Linked DNA regions of Mus musculus: region 1 is linked to region 2. A link is a contact called in public HiChIP or PLAC-seq data. All regions are on one chromosome and are shown on one strand. Each heading gives the region's core, a stretch centred on a gene start, on an enhancer-like site or on the middle of the called end of the contact. The rest is flanking DNA. Distances are from core to core; before and after follow the strand shown.

Region 1 (5,468 bases), core at 1,101-3,600, 34 kb after region 2:
GAGTGACACTCTTCCAAACCAGAGAAGATGAAACATCCAAAGTACAAGTCGAGAAAAACATGAACTTTGACCTATTTGGCCCGAGAATCCAGAGGTCTGCCCCTGTTGAGAGTGGGCTGGCTGTCTTTACTCATAGTTGAACCTACTCCTTATCTCCGTCCCCGCCCCCAATTCCATTCTAAAGAATTTAGAAAAGCAGGTATAAGAAGTATCCAGTTTCAGTCCCCTGGTCTGGAAGTTGGGGATAAAAATATTTGCCTCCCAGATCTGTGAGAATTGAACGTTGTGAACTATGTGTGACATGGGCTGTTCTGTCAACCCGCCGCATGATCCATGGGACTAAGACATGCATTTCATCTTTGTATGAGGCTATTGAGTTGGTATCACGCAGGGTGGAGGTTGGATCATTTGAAACAGACCTGAGGGGAAGTCCCACCCTGCCCTTGGCTGCTGGCTTGGAGGTTATTTCACAGTTTTGAACTTTAGTTTCCTAACAGAGTTGCAAGAATTACGTCAGATAACATAGATGAGTCCAGTTGTGGCAGAAAGCCCTTCGCACAGATTTAACACCCTCCACACCGCACGGCATACAGGAAATGCTCAATAATTGTTCCCTCCCCTTTCTTTCCTCTCCCTACTTCTCTCTCTGGTTGGACTGCCTGCTGTTGGAGCAGGTGTAATCTGGTATTTCTTTTGGGAGTCATGCTCCCAGCTTTCCATCTGTAGACATCATCTTTCCCCTCCATTCTAAAACCAAAGCAACTTCATGAAACGAAAAAACAGCGTGAGGATGTTGAGTCACCTTGTTTTCTTCACAGAGACGACCGCGCACTCTGTAGTTAAGGCAATTACGCACTTGGTTATTAGGCCGATTATTCAATAATTAGGGGTCATTACAAGGACAGATTTATGTTATCTTGATTGGTCCTTCCTACATTCAAGCAAAGATGGCTGAGCATTGTGAAATAATATGGTATTAATATTGGAAGCCTGCAATGGCCTTTCCGGGGGTGCGGGGGTTAAATCATGCTCCTTCATACAAAGGGAAGGGTTATAGCTTTAAGAACACAACTGTGAGATGACTGTCACCCCTCTGCTTGTATCCAGGCATCCCAGAAAGTAGAAGCTGAGCATCTTAGGTGTTTGACTGGGAAGCATGGTATTCTTTGGGAAGCCCATCTCTCCAGTTTTTAAATGCCCAATTTTACTATTCTCACCCCCCCACCCCCAGCAATATGCCTTTATCAGAAGTGTGACCCACTTTATCTTTTAGCAGTTCCTAGAAAAATATCCAGGGATGTCCACGATCTATCTGCTGCTGGAGAGACAGCTTTTTCCGCATGACCTACACAGTAGCGTAACTCAGCCTTTTGTTGATAGAGAGTCACACTGTCGTCAGGCCTCTGAGGTGGAGCAGAACTGATCTGATTTGGAAGCAAATTCTCTCCTGGGCCTTGTGTACCGAGGGTGCACCCTGCATAGCAGCCTTATCATTTCTGTGATGTCGTTGGATCTTACGTGATACTTGCACGGTGACAGGCTGTCTGACACTCCTAAGGCTCACATATTTGGTTCACCCCCCGCCCCACCCCCCCATGTTTTAAAGTGTGTAGAAAACCAGGCAGTTTTGCTGTTTAAAAGATAGTGTATAGTAAATCTGAAATGTTTGCTGTCTGGTTTCTACATCATTTGCAGAGAGGAAATTATTTTTATAAACAGATTTCCCCGAATCCATCCATACTTAAGCTATAGCAGTAAGATTTGGGTGAGCAGTACTTGAGCTGAGTTCTTTTTGCTGTTTGCCCTGGGAACTGCCATGCACACAGTCTGGTTCCCCCTCCCTCTATCCTCTCTGGGTATGGCAGTACCATAGCTACAGGGTCTCTCTCAGTGTCTTACCTGCTCCTGCAGGCGGCTGATGTTTTCCTCATACTGGGAATAATCCTTTCTGTGGCTGGGTTCTCTCTCCTGATGCCACCTTAGTATACGGGTTTCCAGCTTCGAGTTAGCCTCCTCTAGAGCCCGCACCTTCTCCAGATATGTGGCCAGGCGATCGTTGAGATTCTGCATGGTGGCCTTGCCATTGCCACCTAGCAGGGGACTGCTTCTTCCAGACCCCCATGATCCTCCAGGAGGCAGGCAGCCTGGCGTGGTGAAGGAAAGGGAGATGCGGACACCCCCTGCGCCTCCATGGACACTCGGTGCCCGATGGCAGCTCCCCTGCCGCCCCCGGGTGCTTCCGAGGCTGTGGACAGAGGCCGAGTAGGTCTGGTTAAAGCTGTGGCTGGAGTTCATGGTCCCATCTGTGTATGGAGCAGGGCTATCTCAGCTCTCTGACGCTCACAGGACTGAACTGCCTCAGACTGCTTGAGATGGTTTTATGCCCTTTGCTGTGGGAGTTTCCTTCTCTGACAACTGTACCGACAAGATCCTATCATTGTGCAATGTGTGTTTCCTCTTGGTCAATCCGGAGGTGCCCCTGGGCCAACACACTCTGCTGTTGTTGTTTAGAACCACGTGAATATGCCAGTTACCACCTCCCTCCCAGTGGTAACCCGGAGGCGTGGCCCAGGCCACCAGGTGGGTAGCAGATCTCAGATGTCTTTCTAATCTCGCAGTGGAAAATTTCCAATGTACATTCGCCCAAAAAAGGTCAGATTAAAGTCCACAGTAAGACTGGTGTGGTATAGCTTTTCTTTTAAAAAAAACCAACCATTAATCTCTCTCACACACACAGTGCTCCAGATAAACCCTCTTACACCAGGATAAGAAAGACTTACAAGGTTAGAACCAGAACAAACCAGAATCTCAAGTCCTGGAGGAAATCTGCTCCCGTGCGGAAGGAAACAGAGAGGGCTCTGAATATCTGATTCCTTTGTGTCTGCTGCCGTTTGATGGAAAGTAATTTCAAAGGAATCACTCTTCAGAACAAACCCTCAATTACAGTCGTAATTAATTAATGAATGACTGGCCTTCCGCTTCCAGGATGCCTTTGATCCCAGCACACCTCAAAACCAAACAAGCCAGCCTGTGCCTGGGATGTCCCTGGGCTCCAGGGAGGAAAAGATGGCTTTGCTATTTGACCAGTAGCCCTGGGCAGTCTCTGTTTTTTTTGGTTGAGTCCCCGGACCATTGACCTGTATGCGATCTACAGCAGGGGCTATGAAAACAGGAAGCCCGTCGTGGTGGTCTGACATGTGTGATGCATCTTAACTTTCTGCCAAGGCAGAGGTTGAGAGTGAATAATGATGTAGTTTGGGGCAAGGGCTCTGTGCTGGTTACTGGTGACTCCATTTAAAGATGACGTAGAAATAAGCTGTCAGGGTCTATGGAGATAGTTCAGAGGGTCAGGGTCCTTGCTGGGCCAGCCATGCACACAGTCTATGTGTATCCCCAGAGTCTATGTGTGGTGTTGCTATTACACCTTTCCGTTGTTGGTGTGAGTGCAGAGACAGGAGGGTCTCTGGGGCTTGGAGCCCACCAGTGTAACTCCTGGTTTAAGGAGAGACTCTGTCTCAGTGGAATAAGGTAGAAGGTGACAGAGGAGGACACCCAGTGACCTTTGCTGCTTTCTGGTGTGCTCATCCTCTCCCACCCCCATGCTCACAAACATGAGGCACACATACATACGAAACAAAAAATAAAATGTCAGTTATCAGAAGAGACTTTGGTGTCACTCTTCAATGCCACCAACTGCACAGATCAGGGAAAATGAGGCCTGTATGGGATATGGGGAGGATGAACTGAGTTAGGGAAGCCACATAGCACTGCTATCAGTCACAAAGAGGTCCTGTACAGGACCATAATGGTACTTCTTCCATAATGGTAATGGACCTTCTCTGCCTCCTAGACATTGTTTAATCCTTATAACAACTATTGGGTTGTGTGTGTGTGTGTGTGTGTGTGTGTGTGTGTGTGTGTAGGGGGCTACTGAGAATGGAGCCTATAACCAGGGGTAGGCAAACACTGCCCAGTTATAATACACTTTGCTGATAAAGGACCAGGGGTTCGCAGAGGTGAGTGATTCGAGGCTATTTGCATGTGCAGTGTAGTTGAGTACAAGACTTTGTCTCTTCCTTGCAAAGATAGGTTTGAAGGTTGTTTCCTTCAATAATCATTTTCTGAATTCTCTGGAATGAATTTGGTGCCCTGCCAGCAGGGCATGACCTCATCTAGATCCAAGGTCTTCCTACAGAATGGGCCACTTGGTATCTCTGCTCTGCTGCAGAAGCCAGAACCACCACAGGGTCCAGGAGTTTCTGTGCTTAGTGAGGATCGTTATTACTCTTTCCATACTTGAGGCAGAGTCTCATGTAGCTGGGGCTGACCTTCAACTTGCTGTGTAGCTGCGGAGGGCCTTGAACTTATGATTCTCCTGTTTCTGCCTCTTGAGTGTTATAGGCACACATCGGATGTTCTTTATGTAGTTCTGGGAGTAAAGTCTCAGAGCGTTTTACACAGTAGGCAAGACCTCTACCAGCCAAGCCTGGTCAGACCATCTCACTACTGATCACACCACACTGTACATTGTTTCACGCCCCTGAGACTGCAGCCTTTTGGGATGCAGGGTTGAGTCTTCCACCTTCTAAGTACCACTGCTTGGTCAGAGCACTGGAATACTGAAAGCTTTTCATGAATGGTGTTGTTTCATAAACTCAGTATTGATGTTTTCTAGAGTTAGAATTTTAACTCGGGCCCTTCCATACCATTTTCTCCTAGCCCTGTGAGGTGAATAAACTCAACTTAGGAAAAGCCAATCCAATTATTGCCCATTCCAAATATAAATAAAACCATTGAATCACACCAGACCTGCTCTTTCTGCATCAAAAACTGATCAAAGAATGACCCTGGATTTTCCTTATGTCACCACCAAACTGCTGCAAAGCTATAGTTGTGACTGCAGAAAGTTCAGTGGTTCTTAGAAGGGGAGCTTGGGACTGCTTATGTCCCCCAATGAGAAAAGAAGAAAAAAAGGTAGTGCTTTGCTTCAATGTCCCTCCCAAAATTCACACTGGGATTTTTAATTTGTACTGTAAAGTATGCAGAGGTGGCACCAAGTGAGACTTTTAGTGGCTCTGCCTTCACAGATGGATGCATTTATGTATCAATGGGTTGGTTGGTTAGCAGGTTATCCTGAGAGTGAATCTCTTATAAACTGCAGTCTGGCTCCATCTCTGGTTCCCCTCACCACATGATAACCTGTCCTTCAGCAGGACTCTCCAGAGAGTCCCCACAGGCAAGACAACCCTCACCAAATGTGACATGACACCTCAGGCTTGAACTCCATGGGCTCTCGAATGGTAAGAAATGAACCTCTAAGCTATTCTGTTATACTAATAGAAAAAAAGACCAAGAGAGATGGAGAGAGGCAGTTAGTGGAAGTGTTGTCCTTTGAATCTGAAATGTCCCTCAAAGGCTCAAGTTTTGAATATTCCCAACTGGTATGGCTGTTCTGGAAGGCTGGGCGA
Region 2 (5,345 bases), core at 1,010-3,509:
AAATCAATCTGGAGGTTCCTCAGAAAATTGGAAATAGATCTACCTGAAGACACAGCTATGCCACTCTTGGGAATATACCCAAAAGATGGCCCACCATGCTACAGGGGAACGTGTTCCACTATGTTCATAGTGGCTTTATTTGTGATATCCAGAAGCTGGAAAAAACCTAGATGTCCCACGACAGAAGAATGGATACAGAAAATGTGATTCATTTACACAATGGAGTACTACTCCTCTATTAAGAATGAGGACATCTTGACTTTTGCAGGCAAATGGATGGAACTAGAAAATATCATCCTGAGTGAGGTAACTCAGACGCAAAAGGGCATGCATGGTATGTACTTACTAATAAGTGGATATTAGCCAAAACAAAAACAAAAACAAAACAAAAACCCCATACAGAACACACAAGTTATAGTCCACAGAATTCAAAAGGCTCTATAAGCTGAGGTGCCCAAGTGAGGATCCTTCAGTCCCACTTGGAGAGAGAAGAAAGCAATCATAAGTGGGGAAGGAGGGAGGGACTTGGGAGGGAAAGGAGATGGGGAGGGGGAAACCTGATCTGGTATTGGGTGAGGGAAAAGGACTGAAGCCCCGAGAGCCTGCAGAAAGAAGGTAAACAGGCAACCTCAGGAAATGGGAGGTTAGGGGACACCCCCCCCCCAGTGCACCAGAGACCTGGGAGGTGAGGGGCTCCCAGGACTCACAGGGAGGGACCTTTGATGAAATGTTCAACAGTAGGGAGAGGGAATTTATAGAGCCAACATCCAGCAGGAAGACAGGACATCAAGTGAGGGATGGGGTTGCCATCCCACAGTTACACCTCTGACCCATAATTGTTCCTGTCTGAAAGAATTACAGGGGTGGAAATGGAAAGGAGCCTGAGAAAAAGAAGGTCCAGTGACAGGCCCAAAGTGGGATCCAGGTCAAGGGGAGGTCCCAAGGCATGACACTGTTGTTGAGGATATGTAGTGCTCACAAAAAGGGATCGATCATGACTCCACCCCCCAAAAGACCCAACAAGCAGCTGAAAGAGTCAGATGCAGATATTTGCACCCAACTAATGGATAGAAGCAGTTAACCCCTGTTGTTGAATTAGGGAAGGCTGAAAGAATTTGAGGAGTAGGGCGATCCTATAGGAGGACCAGCAGTCTTAATTAATCTGGACCCCTGAGAACTTTCAAACACTGGACCACCAAATAGACAGCATATACCAGCTGATATGAAGTCTCCCAACACACATACAGTAGAGGACTTGCAGGTCTGTGTTCATTCAGAGATGATGCACCTAACCCTCAAGAGACTGGAGGCCTCAGGGAGTTTAGAGGTCAGATGGGGTGGAGGGTGGGGGCATCCATGTGGAGATGGGTGTGGTGGGGAGGAGGTGTGGGATGTGGAGCAGTTGGAGGGTGGGAGGGGAGGGTTGGGGAATGGAATATGGAGTGTAAAAAATGAATTACAAATAAAATAAAACCAAAACCAAAACCAAAAAACTTGTTCTAAGGTGAGAGAGGTGTTATCATTTTGCAACCCCAATTCAGGAAAATTACTGGTTATTTTTACGTCTCTCACATGCAAACTCAAATGGGTGAATAATGGCTTTTTATGCTCTCTGTGTCTTTCATGGACACTGTGAAAGTTACCAGAAACAATGTCATATGTCAGGGTGAGGGGAGACAAAAGCTAATACACAAATAAAGACTGTCAAAAATATTAAAAAAGAAGAAGAAAAAGAAGAAGAAGAAGAAGAAGGAGAAGAAGAAGAAGAAGAAGAAGAAGAAGAAGAAGAAGAAGAAGAAGAAGAAGAAGAAGAAGAAGAAGAAATGTGTGGGTTAATGTCAGAATAGCCAAGAGTCTTTGGAGAAGAGGATTTAGGCATAAGAGACAAGGAATGCTCATTTTATTTTATTTTATTTTATTTTATTTTATTTTATTTTATTTTATTTTATTTTATTTTATTTAGGACCAGCCTTATAGGGCATTGATATTCATCCGCTCATTCATTCACAAATAATCATAAATAAATATGAGTGTGTGTTCTGCTCTGTTGTAGATACTGGGAATACAGTAGTGAAAAAATACAGGTGTCTGTCCCGTGGAGTCCAGTTTGGGTGTGTGTGTGGGGGGGGGAGGGGCTGGAGGGGCAGAGGGTGAGTCAGAGGCCACACAAGAAAGGGTTGGTGAGGCACTCTTATGAGCAATGAGGCCAGGCCCGGCTCCGACGGTAAAAAAGACATCTGAATGAAAGCCTGGAAGAGTCGTGATGTCTGGGGTCAGAGAGCTTCCTGGTGCAAAGTCTGGGGTATGAGTGTGTGGGTGGAGCACCCTGGCCTAGTGCTGGTGCTCGGAAGAGGAAGGTGGAATGGCAGAAAAGGAAGGTAGACAGGGGGCAGGACCTACAGACAGGTGTGTCCTACAAGAGCTGTGTGACTTTAGAAGGTATCAAAGTTTGTCCATGCAGGAATTCAGCAGCCATAGAGTCCACACTCGATAAGCACCGATTAATGAACCACTTTTTCAAAAATGTCATTTAAAACGATTTCAGTCACCGATAGGAGGACGGTCAGTGTCAGTGGCAACACACACACAGATTTCCATGAAAATGAAAGCTGACGGGCGGGTGTGCACTATAGATGACTTAGGATTCGAGCCCCAAGACCTCCCAAGTCAAGGCGGGAACTTAGGCTGGGGGGGACGAGGGAGACTCTGAGCGCCTAGCTGCTTTTCCTTCTTGCACCCGCTCTGCACCTCTCCCTTCCGTCCTGCTCCCGATCATTAGAATTTCTTAGCAACACTGTAAATGATGGCTCACACCTATTAATCTTAATACTTGGGAGGTTGAAGCAGTGGGATGATAAGTTTGAGGTCCGCTTGGGCTAAGTAGAGAGACTTTGTCTTAAACAATGCTAGTTCTTCATAAAAAACACAATACTCTTATTTATGTGTTAATCAGAATTTATTTTGCTTTTTTATTGATTAATTTTCTTGCTTGGTATTTCCATAATGTATTGGGATTACTCTCTCCCTCTCCTTTTTTTTTTTTTACCCCCCGCCTCCATCCCTATCAACAATACTTCCCATCCCTACCAGTCTTTTTCCAAGCTTCATGGTTTTGGGTTTTATTTTGTGAACCATTTAGTTAAACCAGGGTCATCTTTGTACTCACAGGATGGGAAGTATCCACTGGGGGCCAATGGGGCACACTGATAGGTACACAACCAAAGGCATTGATTTCTCTAATCTCCAAAGTATCAGTAGCAAACAGCTCAGAAGTGAGGGGAACTCCCCTGCCTCCGGACTCCCTCTACCATCCATGTCCAGCTGCCTAGTGCAAGCATCCACAGCTGCTATGAGCCCACGACTGCAGTGGCTGTGTTTTACCCAGAACATAACAGTTTGCATTTCTTCTCCCCACCCTCTGGCTCTCAGGTTCTTTCTTCCTCCTGCAAGGTTCCCAGAGCCTTAGAGCAGGTGGTAGAAATGTCTCACTTAGGGCTGAGCACACGTCTGCTACGTATTCTCAGCATCTTGTGCATCCATGAGTTTCTGCCTTTTCCATTGTTCACTGGAAAGAAACACTTTCCTGGCCAAGGCTGAGAGTAGCATTTGTCTACTGGCATATGCATAGATATTTAGATGACAGCTCAATATTGTCAATTTAGCTAAACAACAGTGTTTAGTTCCCTCCTAGAACCTATGATCTCTCCTGTCTTTTTTTTTTTTTTTGGCCAGATTTACAGAACCAGGCAGGAATTCTTGCCTATGGAGTAGATCTAAATTCCAATCAAAGAATAACTGACCATCTCCTTAACAGCAATATAACTATTGCGCATGTCTGCGTATCTACTTGACAGGTTGTTCGGCTGACTGGTGGGCCTCAGTTGGGTAAGAACATTGCTTGTTCCCCCAGTAGCCTCCATAGCATCCTTGGGGACTATGAAACTAGTAGGTGTGGAGGAAGCTTCCAGCTCATTTCTAAGTGATTTCTGTGTTTCATGCATCCTATGAGTGTGGCCTTACCATCTAGCTCTGATAGGCATTCAAGAAGACTTGTAAAAGCCTATACTGTTTGGGTGGTCTCTGAGATCTCCTTGACTAACAACTTATAAAGAGGCATTCTACCATTGGCATTGGGGTTTTTGTTGAACAGTTCACAGAAACTGAAAAAAAAAGTCACGGAGACATAAATGTAAAATGCTGACTTGGTCATTATACATTATGGACACATATTCTGAACACAAGAAACATGTACAATGAAAATAATAAGAAAAAAGAATCTATAAGAAAAATAGTTTAATGCTGGGCAGTGGTGGCACATGCCTTTAATCTCAGCCCTTGGGAGGCAGAGGCAGGTGGATTTCTGAGTTCGAGGCCAGCCTGGTTTACAGAGTAAGTTCTAGGACAGTCAGGGCTATACAGAGAAACCCTGTCTAAACAAAACAAAACAAAACAAAACAAAACAAAACAAAACAAAACAAAACAAAACAAAACAAAACAACAACAACTCAGCACAGCCAGGAGTGGTGGGTGGTACAAGTTTATGGTACCTAGAATTACTTCGTAGAATTTGGGAGGTGGAGGCAGGAAGATTTATAACTAAAGGCTGTCCTGAGATGCATAGTGAGACATTGCCTCAACAAGCCCCAGCCTCAAATCAGTCTATCCTTCTAAAAAAAGAAAAGAGAAAGAAAAAGAAAGAAAAACCAACAGTCCTGTGTCATCTAGGCACAAGAGTGAAAGTCTGTCTCTCCTTGGGACTCAGTCAGGCCTGAGGGCGGCTTTCCACAGCTAGGCGGATGCAGGTGGAGCTGGGCTAAAGGAAGGAGGAGTGGGCACAGTGGGTAGAGTGGAAGATAAAGCCACAGGCCATGTCTGCCCGATGTCACAAGATTGCTATTTAATACTGGAGATTTCACCATCCTTACAAGAACACCTTGTGGAGCCTTTCTTTTACCGAAGGTCCGAACTTGGGTTCCCGGAGTCATTCTATGGCACTGACCTGGGGTGAGAGTGTGATGGATAGCAACATAATGAGATGCTTCCCCTGTGAATGAGCAGGGGCCTCTTATTCATGGGGTTTACCCGGCTTCACGTTCCTCAGCTCCTGTTCCAGGAGGCTGGAGGGTGGACCTTTGCCCACATGCGAGTTGACTGAGTAAGGGTATAAAGTCCAAGTGCATTGGGGGAGGTCCCTCCCGTCTTACACCCTGACAAATGGAACAGCAACAGTCTCCAAAGGAACTTCCCAAGGGTGGATCCATCTCATAATTACAGGCTAGCTGCAGAATGGGTCAGTGGTCTACATTTCAATAAAGGAGCCTGTAGGAGGGAACTCTGAAGGCTGG

The links. HiChIP or PLAC-seq counts read pairs in DNA pulled down with a chosen protein or histone mark.
Region 1: a contact with region 2 is called in an HNF4G HiChIP or PLAC-seq map of pancreatic cancer cells. The contact joins the promoter of Krt23 here to the enhancer-like site in region 2. A contact is called at or near these places in 4 of 39 promoter capture datasets (the 3T3-L1 cell line, epiblast stem cells, liver and 1 more), 2 of 484 Hi-C or Micro-C datasets (both in liver), 3 of 115 datasets of contacts at active chromatin or transcription factors (embryonic stem cells, extraembryonic endoderm stem cells and pancreatic cancer cells) and 1 of 9 other capture datasets (liver).

The regions. Positions count from the first base shown.
Region 1 is chr11:99,490,770-99,496,237 of GRCm38.p6, forward strand. Krt23 (keratin 23) reads right to left here and starts at 2,351. Exons shown (of 8, transcript NM_033373.2): 1 at 1,900-2,351. The coding sequence starts at 2,295.
Region 2 is chr11:99,456,797-99,462,141 of GRCm38.p6, forward strand. No RefSeq gene overlaps it. Among named protein-coding and RNA genes, the nearest start is that of Krt20, 21 kb to the left of the region's middle. Within about 2 kb of position 2,260, at least 16 of the 459 cell types and tissues checked have an H3K27ac peak or open chromatin away from gene starts, as enhancers often do. A contact at or near this core is called in pancreatic cancer cells, where this site is marked.